Linked DNA regions of Triticum aestivum: region 1 is linked to region 2. Evidence: chromatin contacts called from public Hi-C data. All regions are on one chromosome and are shown on one strand. The core of a region is the stretch at or near the end of the contact, and the rest is flanking DNA. Distances in the headings are between cores, read along the strand shown. Region 1 holds the start of LOC123168743 (U-box domain-containing protein 33). Region 2 holds the start of LOC123181595.

What was found. A called contact is a pair of places that touch in the nucleus more often than the background predicts.
Region 1: a contact with region 2 is called in a Hi-C map of leaf, with 5 times the contacts expected there. The contact joins the promoter of LOC123168743 here to the promoter of LOC123181595 in region 2. A contact is called at or near these places in 4 of 5 Hi-C or Micro-C datasets (leaf, root and an unstated tissue) and 1 of 1 datasets of contacts at active chromatin or transcription factors (leaf).

What each region holds. Positions count from the first base shown.
Region 1 is chr1D:299,790,923-299,795,350 of IWGSC CS RefSeq v2.1, reverse strand. LOC123168743 (U-box domain-containing protein 33) reads right to left here and starts at 1,622. Exons shown (of 7, transcript XM_044586615.1): 1 at 1,318-1,622; 2 at 1,097-1,218; 3 at 848-969; 4 at 616-720; 5 at 396-492; 6 at 150-296; 7 at 1-60. The coding sequence starts at 1,489.
Region 2 is chr1D:299,628,592-299,632,955 of IWGSC CS RefSeq v2.1, reverse strand. LOC123181595 reads right to left here and starts at 2,341. Exons shown (of 2, transcript XM_044593899.1): 1 at 1,860-2,341; 2 at 628-1,463. The coding sequence starts at 2,221. The coding sequence ends at 1,121. It overlaps LOC123159031 (U-box domain-containing protein 33-like), which reads right to left. Exons shown (of 7, transcript XM_044576835.1): 1 at 4,289-4,364; 2 at 4,070-4,191; 3 at 3,881-4,002; 4 at 3,628-3,732; 5 at 3,360-3,456; 6 at 3,061-3,201; 7 at 2,794-2,949. The coding sequence starts at 4,325. The coding sequence ends at 2,794.

The sequences.
Region 1 (4,428 bases), core at 373-2,872, 160 kb before region 2:
TGCTTCGAGCTCCTTCCTTCTCTTCACCTCCTCCAGGTACAGCTCCTCGTGTTCTTTGGCCTGCGATGCAAGGTCTCGAATCAAAAAAATGTTTCCAACTGGAATTGGCTAGTTTATGATGAATTTGGGTTTATGACAAGGGGTTGTACTTTCTGGAGACATGAGGCCACTTCTTCCTCTGCCTTCTGGCGCCTGTGGGATTCGCTCAGAGCTCTGTTCATCAGGTCCTCGGCTGCTCTGCATGCCTCTCTCAGCTCGTCATGGAACCCCAATTCAACCTCACTGTCATCATCATGCTAGAAGAGAGAACAAAGTTCAGAAGCGTGCCATCCTGACATTCTTGCAAAAAGCAGTGTTTGAAAATTCAGGAGAAGTTGTTGAATGATCTCACTCACCTCTTCCTGGTGAGTTGACAAACGAAGGACTTCATGGCCAGGATTAGGGAGCAACGGTGCAGTGACAGCAGATGATGCAATCTCTACTTTCGTTTCCCTACAGTGGAAATCCGAGTCAGTTTCCTAAGGTTTCTGTCTCATAGATTTTGGAAACACCGTTTTCGATTAGTGTCACCAGTAGAAAAAAAATAGAAAGCTGTGACATCAGATTTTTATTTACCGGGTGCAGATTAACTGCTCCTTGCAGACGAACCAGATCTTGCACGATGGACCAGCTCTCTGCATTATCGATGCTGCTGTCCTGCAGACAGGTCTGTCCAGTTTTCTGTAACCAAAAACAAGGAACTTGCACTTCTGAATGATCATCTTTTTGTTAAAACTTATAAAAACATACAGAGCATGTCTGAATTTGCAAGAAACAGAGTTCTGTCAGTGTCAGGAGGATATCATACGTGGAGTACTGCCGGTCCGCGGCAGCCGAAACCACCAGCTCGGTGATCCCGCACAAGCCAATGAGCTCGACGAGGCCGGAGGCGACATCTTCCTTCTCGATCACCAGCTTCTCACACCTCACCTGGAGTTTACAGACATTGTGCAAGCTGATAAGCAGATGAAACCTTTCAACCTTGTGTTAAGAAGCTGAGTGTTGAAGAAATGGAAAACGTTTCAGCATTCAACCGGAAGGAACGGAGACGGAGTACCTTGGTTTTCCGGCACTGATGGACGTAGTCGTCCAGCATCTTGTCCGCCTTGTCGCGCTCCATCCTTCTGAAGGAGCTCACCTGCTCCGAGCTCAGCTTGCTGGCATGGAACTTGGCTCCCACTGAGATGGATAATCAAGCAAGGAAAGAAAAGGTCAGCGACGATGCGCTCGCAGGTGCCGGCTGGAACAAATGCATGCGAGATGAAGGCGAGCACGTACTGACGGGGATCATCTGCGGCGGGACGTGCACGTGCGTGACGACCACCGTGGTGGCTCCGCCGCAGAGATGGCCGAGAGCCCACGACAGCGTCGACCGCCCCGCCCTGCGCTCCGCCGGCACCACGACGAACACCTTCCTAGTGTTCTCCTCCACAGCCACCGCCACCTCCATCGATCGATCGATCGTCGCTAGCTCCTCCTCGCTTCCTGGAGCTCGCACCAGGAACTTGCGGTTGACGACGCGCGGGTTTCAACTATTCTACTAGCTCATATGTAGAGGAGACTTTGGACCCGGGGGACGGGAGGGAGACGGTGGCGCGTCGCCGTGGCCCGTGGGAAGAGGGGGAAGCCAAAGGCGGGACGCGACAGCGACGTTGGACACGGAGGAGCCGACCGAACCGCCAGTCAACTTCGAAGCTCAGGTTGTTCTGAACTCGCTTGTCGCGTCACTACAGGACTTTTGGCTCGATTTGATGCCGAATGATTACCGTGTCATCTGGGTTTGAGTTTGACTAGTTATTTGTCGTATATAGTTTTCCCTGCACGGCAGGATATAAAGATGCTGCGAATCTTGCATCATATGCTCAAAGCCTCAACCTCAACACCTACGGCCACTTCTTTGAAGCAACTCTTAGCTTATAATAATGGGAGTGCCTAGAACTCATTTAGATGAGATATAATTTGGTCTCATTCACCTTGAAAACAAAAACAGATACAACCCACGTCAGCACACACGCATCTTATAGCATCACATCCAATGGCTATAAAAGATGAATGAGTCCAAACTATATCTCATCTAGATGAGTTCTAGCAAAACTGTATAATAATCTATAAGCCGGTTCAAGTTTACTTCTAAAAATGGACTTTACTGGAAGGCTCGAAAATTGGGCTTTCTAAAAGAAATGGACTTATGAATTTTGTTGGAGCTACAACATGCTAGCCCTCTCTTCTCTCTCAACTGGATTTTACGCTCCCAGAGGATTTTATGCTCCTCCCTGGGATTTTACGCTCCCTTCTTGCTCACAGTATACCTGGCCATAACTCGGGCCGAGCCGGGCTTCAGGCCGGGCCTAACAAAGTCCGAAGTAGAAAACCTAGGCCCGGCCCGGCTCGACCATCAGGCCTAGTTGTTAGGCCCGAGCCCGGCTTGTCAGTCAAAAAACCCGTCGAGCCTCGGGCTGGGCCTCTTCCTTAAATTGCAAAAATGACAAGCCCAAGCCCGGCCAGGCCATCAGGCCCAAAATCTAGGGCCAGGCCCTGCCCGGGGACAAGGTCGGGCCTCTCAAGAACACACACGCAACTATACTTGAGAGGTTGAGTCAGGTGACCTGGCAAGCCGTTTAGTTTGTTGGAGCCGAGAGAATGGGTGAGTTAGTTAGCTGCATAAATGAGTAGTTGCACACGTCGAGCATAGAAAACGGATTGTGGCGTTGGCCCATGCTGTTGTTTATATACTTCTGCATTGAAAGATGGGGGCAGGAGAAACAATGTAGCCACGATGGTCACCAAGGGAGGGAGTGTCTCTCGGCAAAGCGGCCCACCTGTCCGGCCCACGAGAGATAGGCCAGCTGCCCGAGGACCTCCTAATTCAGGACTCCCTCAGTAGCCCCCGAACTAGCCTCCAATCGCCGGTGCTTCATCGTGTCTTGGGATCTTGATCCACCCGAGGTCTTCGGCTTGCGGGGTAAGTTCCTCCCCTTCTCTATGTTCGGCATAATATCCTTCAGGTGAGCTCCAAGGGCTGCTCAGCTGGAATCCGGCCATGTGCTAACCAAACAATGCTCGGCATCTGAGCCGCAGAGGCCAACCACCCGAATGTGAACAGTGTCCTCGTATGACAACTTTTCAGCGAAGAGTCACACCTGGTCAAAAAAACACCGAACCGTTGCAGATGCTCGATTCGTGGTTCGAGGCAGCGCCTCCATTGGCACGCCCCATCGAGGTGGAGATCGTGCCCGTTTTTTAAGGGATATGATTAATGATTTGTGTTATCCCACTTCGCGCACAACGCCACGATTGCACCGGGAAACGGCAAGGCTTGCGGTGTAATAAGAGGACCTTAGGTATTACAGCCGCTTATAAAAGGGAAACAACCATCCTTATCAGAGCACGCCTTCTCCTTCCCCTAGCCATCGCCTCTCCCAACCTTCAGAGCTCCAGCGCCCTATCGCCTTCGCCCTCAAGAATCCCCCCTCAACCTTTCCCTCAATTCGGCCATGGCCAGATCCGGCGTGGGAGGCAAGTGGGAGGCCTCGACCGTCACCAAGAAGGATATCGAGGATCTGAAGCGCGCTGGCTATCTTCCGGTCGCCGTCGTCCAACGTGCCCCAGAAGAGAGCTAGGTCATCCCCTCGCCGCAACATGGCAAGAGGGTGGTGTTCGTCCCCCACTTTATCCAAGGATTGGGCTTCCCGCTCCACCCTTTCGTCCGAGGGCTGATGTTCTTTTATGGGCTAGATTTTCACGATTTAGCCCCGAATTCTATCCTCCACATCTCAGCCTTCATCATTGTTTGTGAGGCTTTTCTTCGAGTCCATCCACACTTCGGCTGGCTGGAAGTTTTTAATGTCAAGCCGAAGATCGTCGATGGCCAGCAAGCGGACTGCGAGCCATGGTTAGCAAGCTTGCCCATGTTGAGTGGCCGGTGGGTACGTTCATAGATACCATCAAAGTTTGGCAGAAGGAGTGGTTCTATATTACAGAACCACTCGACACAGCCTGGGCGGCGGTCCCCGAATTCAGATCCGGACCGCTCACAAGGTTGACCTCATGGACCAAGAAGAGCCTCGATTGGGGGTTACCCGACGAGGTGGAGTAGTTGTAGAAGCGCATCGTCAGCGTGAAGAAAGCGGGCGCCAAGCTGACCAATGTGATCCAAGTGATGCTCTGTCGCCGCCTCCTCCCTTGCCAGCAACGTGACACCCCAATGTGGGCATACAAGTCCGAAGACCCCGTCATCGTGCATCACTTCCATGGCACTACCCACGACAAGCTGTGGAAGGTACTATTCAAACCCCAAAAGGATTGGTCGACTGAAGAAGAGGACGTCGACCTCGACACCGAGCACCCCCCTAAGAAGGTAATAAAGTTGTTATCCATTCTAAGTTTGAT
Region 2 (4,364 bases), core at 1,092-3,591:
GCATGATCATCAAACGCCGGAGCATGCTCCATACATACGGGCCGAGCCGACACAACGGCGATACAGCAGAACGGCCCCAACCACCGCGCCGGCCAACCACAGCCCCCCGGGAACGAGGAGGCCGACCCGGACGCCGCGGTCCATTACAATAGAAAGAAAGAGATACCATGGAGACAATATACGTGAGACCGAAGAAGACCTACTACAATAATATGGCAAGAAGGACGGTCTATTTATAACCTCGTAACGTGGCGATAGACGGCGAGGTTTCGAGATTAGACGACGACAGCGGCGCGAACCAGAAACTAACAGCAGACTCTAGATCAAACGATGGAAGCGGCACCGATCAAAAACACGAGGAGCGTCTAGATTACGCGATCGAAGCGGCACCCTTTTTTGACTGGAAAACGGCACCGAGAACCGAATACACGGATGCACGACACCACAACTCGATCAGGAGGCACGTGCAAGCCAGATAAGAAAGGAAGCCCACGGAAGGAACGCTAGACAACCAGGTCAACGGGCCAAGAACAATCACATCAGCCTGGCCCACATGCAGCCAAAAAATGCTAAGCGAACCAAAGCAATCGCCACACCCGTTCAAAAAATTTGCATCAAATTTCTAAATACACAAGACATTTGTACACATCCACATACCAAAAAAAGGGCACGTGCCATGTACACAATTCACCATGGGTCACTTTCACACAAGTGGGTGAATGTTGGGGCAAAAACCTTGCCTGCAATAGAGGCTTGGGTATGACTTCTTGCTTCTAGAAACAAGGAAAGAGATTATAATGTGCTTAAATCTTGAAGGTAATGAGGTAATATACGAAGAAAAAAAATTCAGTACTAGTCAATCGTAGGAGTGTATCTTAATTTTGGTTTCCATAGAAACAACAACATTTTAGGACATTGATGAAAATGCACCTAATTCCTGTCCTCCAACGCTAAACAGTAAAACTGCACCTATCTCTGCCCTCTCAGCTTTTAGCGTTTCTGGTGAGTATATGCTGTACTCCCTCTGTGAACAAATATAAGGGCGCTGATAGGCGCCGGCGGACCGGCCAACTTTTGGGCCGGTCGCTGCGTGTACGTTCGATAGAGTATTTTTCAACCGTCAGATTAAAATTAACTTCGTCCCCATAAAGTCAACACACATAGGAAAAAGCAGATCAGGAAAAAGTGAGCGTGCGCGCATGCCCCACTCCGTGCAAGCTCGCCGGCCGCCTCGCTTGTCCTCGGCTACCCGAGCTTGCCGGTGACTTGTGCCACCACGCCGGCCATCCGCGCTCGCCGGCGACCCATGCCACTGTGCTCGCCTTGGCTGCCTCCACTCACCATGGTTGCAGCTCGAACAAGAAGGGTCCAGAGCGCCATCACCATGGTTGCAGCATCCCGACGTCCTCGTCTCCGGCTCGCTGCCGTCGTCGACTTGCACCGTCATCTCCAGCAAAAAAAATCTAAAGTAACAAAAAACTTCGGTACTCCGTTGAAACAAAAATATTTGCCACTTCCAGCAAAACTTAATAGTGGTTCCAGCAAAAATCCCAGCAGCAAAAAACTCCGATGATCGATTGTATCAAACACATTAGCCAGTTCCAGCAAAAGAAAACACTGGTTCCAGCAAAACAATCTCAAAGCAAAAAACACCAGCGCATCGTCGTGCTGGTTGTAGCAAAAACATGCATCGCCGCCGATGGTCGCAACAAAATTTCTCGACGGATCCAGCAAAAAATCATGCCATTTGTAGCAAAGAAAGGAGGTGGCAGCAAAAACTACTCGACGATTGCCTGGTTCCAGCACTGGTCAGTGTGGTTGAAGCTTTTTTGTCGGCCGGTTCCAGCAAAAAGACTCACCGGTTGTAGCACCGGAGGCCATCGTTTCCACCGCCTGCTCCAGCGCCACGACCACGACCATATGAGGGGGAGGCGGCGGCCATGGCGTTGATGGCTAGCAGCAGCAACCTCACAACAGCGACTCCGCTCCTTCTCGGCCCCGCCCCCTTGCAGCAGTGCGAGCTGCAGCCGTATGTACTGCCAGGGGAGAAAGCCGATGGGGATGCAGCGGCTGCGGCGTGTGTGGAGCTCGTCGCCGGAGGGGGATGGGGATCCAAGAGGAAAGAGGAGAACGGCCGGCCGGAGCTCGTCGGATTTTGTGAGGGAGCAAGAGAGAGATGGATTTTGAGGTGGATGAGAGAAAGGATTTGAAAGAAATTCATCGTGGGAGAAGATAAGGCAGAGCAAAAGAAGATAAGGGAGAGTGGGGCTGCCCCGTGGACCTACAGCAGATACCTCGTGGTCGTTGGATCAAATTCAATCCCACGTCCCACACGCATCCGGTGGAGCGCTCGGCCGGCGCTCCGACCTGAAACGTTTTCCTAAATATAAGAGATCACGAACGCTCTTATATTTTTTTAAGGAGGAAGTACTTGCTAGCAGGTACCCAAATTAGTACAGTGACGACAAATTTGGTACGTCACGCACGATACCGCCTCTGCTGCATTCGAATCACAAGGAAACAGAGCACTGCCACGGCGCAAAACCCAGAGCGCGCGAGCCAGCGGCTGACCGCACCGGCACTCTAGGCGAACCCCGTCTCATCGGGCACCTTCCCAGCCCTCTTGCTGGGCGGTGCCTCCAGCTCTCTTCCACCATTGCGGCATTGCATCACCCTTCACCACGGAAAAGGCTCCGCCGGGTTACCCCGCCGCTGCTCTAAAATCGCCCGGCTGCGGCCGCGGCGCCAAAGTTGGATTTCGTCGCATCGTCGCCCGTGACGACGATGTGCTGTTCAAGCATCGATCTCGCCGTGACTGCCTCCCCGGTCGTGTTTTTGCTGGATTGCCTGTCGTAGCCGCGCGATTTCTCCGTCTGCTCTCGCCAGAGCTGCTTCGAGCTCCTCCCTCTTCTTCACCTCCTCAAGGTACAGCTCCTCGTGTTCTTGCGCCTGCAAGGTTCACAGTTCCGATCAAGCTCCGAAGAAAATACCAGTACAATGCAGGCTTAATTTTGCCTTGTCTTGCACTGAAGCTCATATCCAATTCCGGTCCGGTTGTACTTTGTGGAGAGATGCGGCTGTTTCTTCTTCTGCCTTTTGGCGCCTGCAGGATTCCTTCAGAGCTCTTCTCATCAGCTCCTCGACTGCTTTGCGTGCCTCTTCGAGTTCATCGTCGAAACTCGGTTCCATCTCGGTGTCACCCTGCAAAGGTTAGACGAAATAAAGAATTAAGAAGCACAATGATGAATCCCGCCATTTTTGCAAAAAAACAAAACAAAAAAAAGAGTGTTGGAAATTAGAAGGTGTGCCCCGCAAAAAAAAAAGGAAATTAGAAGGTGTGGTTGCATGATCTGATGCACCTCTTCCTGGGGAGATTGCAAATCCAGAACTTCATGGCCAAGATTAGGGAGCAAAGGTGCAGCAACAGTTGATGGTGCAATTTGTACTTCCTTGTCCCTGCAATGGATACCTGAGTCAGTTTGCTGAAATAAATTTCGTTGGAGAGTCAGAGATTTTTGGAACTCTGCTATCCATAATCCATTAGCCATGAGAAATCGGAAAGCTTCTTCGCAAAAAAAAAAGAAAAAGAGAAATCGGAAAGCTGCTAAATCAGATGAAAATGTTTACCTGGTACAGACTAACTGCTCCTTGCAGACGAACCAGATCTTGCATGATGGATCAGCTCTCTGCATTATTTCTGTCGCTGTCTTGGACACAGGCTTGTCGAGCTTTCTGAAACCGGATATGAAAAATCATAAACGTGGAAGTTTAAATGTTTCAGAGCTCCCTGTCCCTACCCAAAATTTTATTAAAATAAAATAAAATACAGAGCATGTCTGTATGTGCAAGAAACAGAGTTCTGCCCCGACAGATATCATACCTCGAGTAGTGCCTGTCCGCGGCGGCTGCGATCACTAGCTTGGTGATTCCATGGAGCCGAATGAGCTCGACAAGACCGGACGCGGCGTCTTCCTTCCCGACCACCAGCTTCTCGCATTTCACCTGGAATTTGCAGACACTGTGTAAATTGTTGAGAAGAAGGGAAGTTCTTTTATTTCGAGAATGGCACCTTGATTTGCGAGCACTGGTGGATGTAGTCGTCCAGCATCTCGTCGGCCCTCTCACGCTCCGCCCTTCTGAACACGCGCACCGGCTCCGGGCTCAGCTTATCGGCGTGGAACTTGACCCCCACTGAGATTTTAGGACAGGACCAAACATGTGATGGATGAGACCCGCAGTAGCTAAGAGAGCAGAGTTCGACGATGTGGCGAGGAAGGAACGCACGTACTGATGGGGATCATCTGCGCCGGGACATGCACGTGCATGACGACGATGGTGGTGGCGGCGCCGCCGTGGAGATGGCG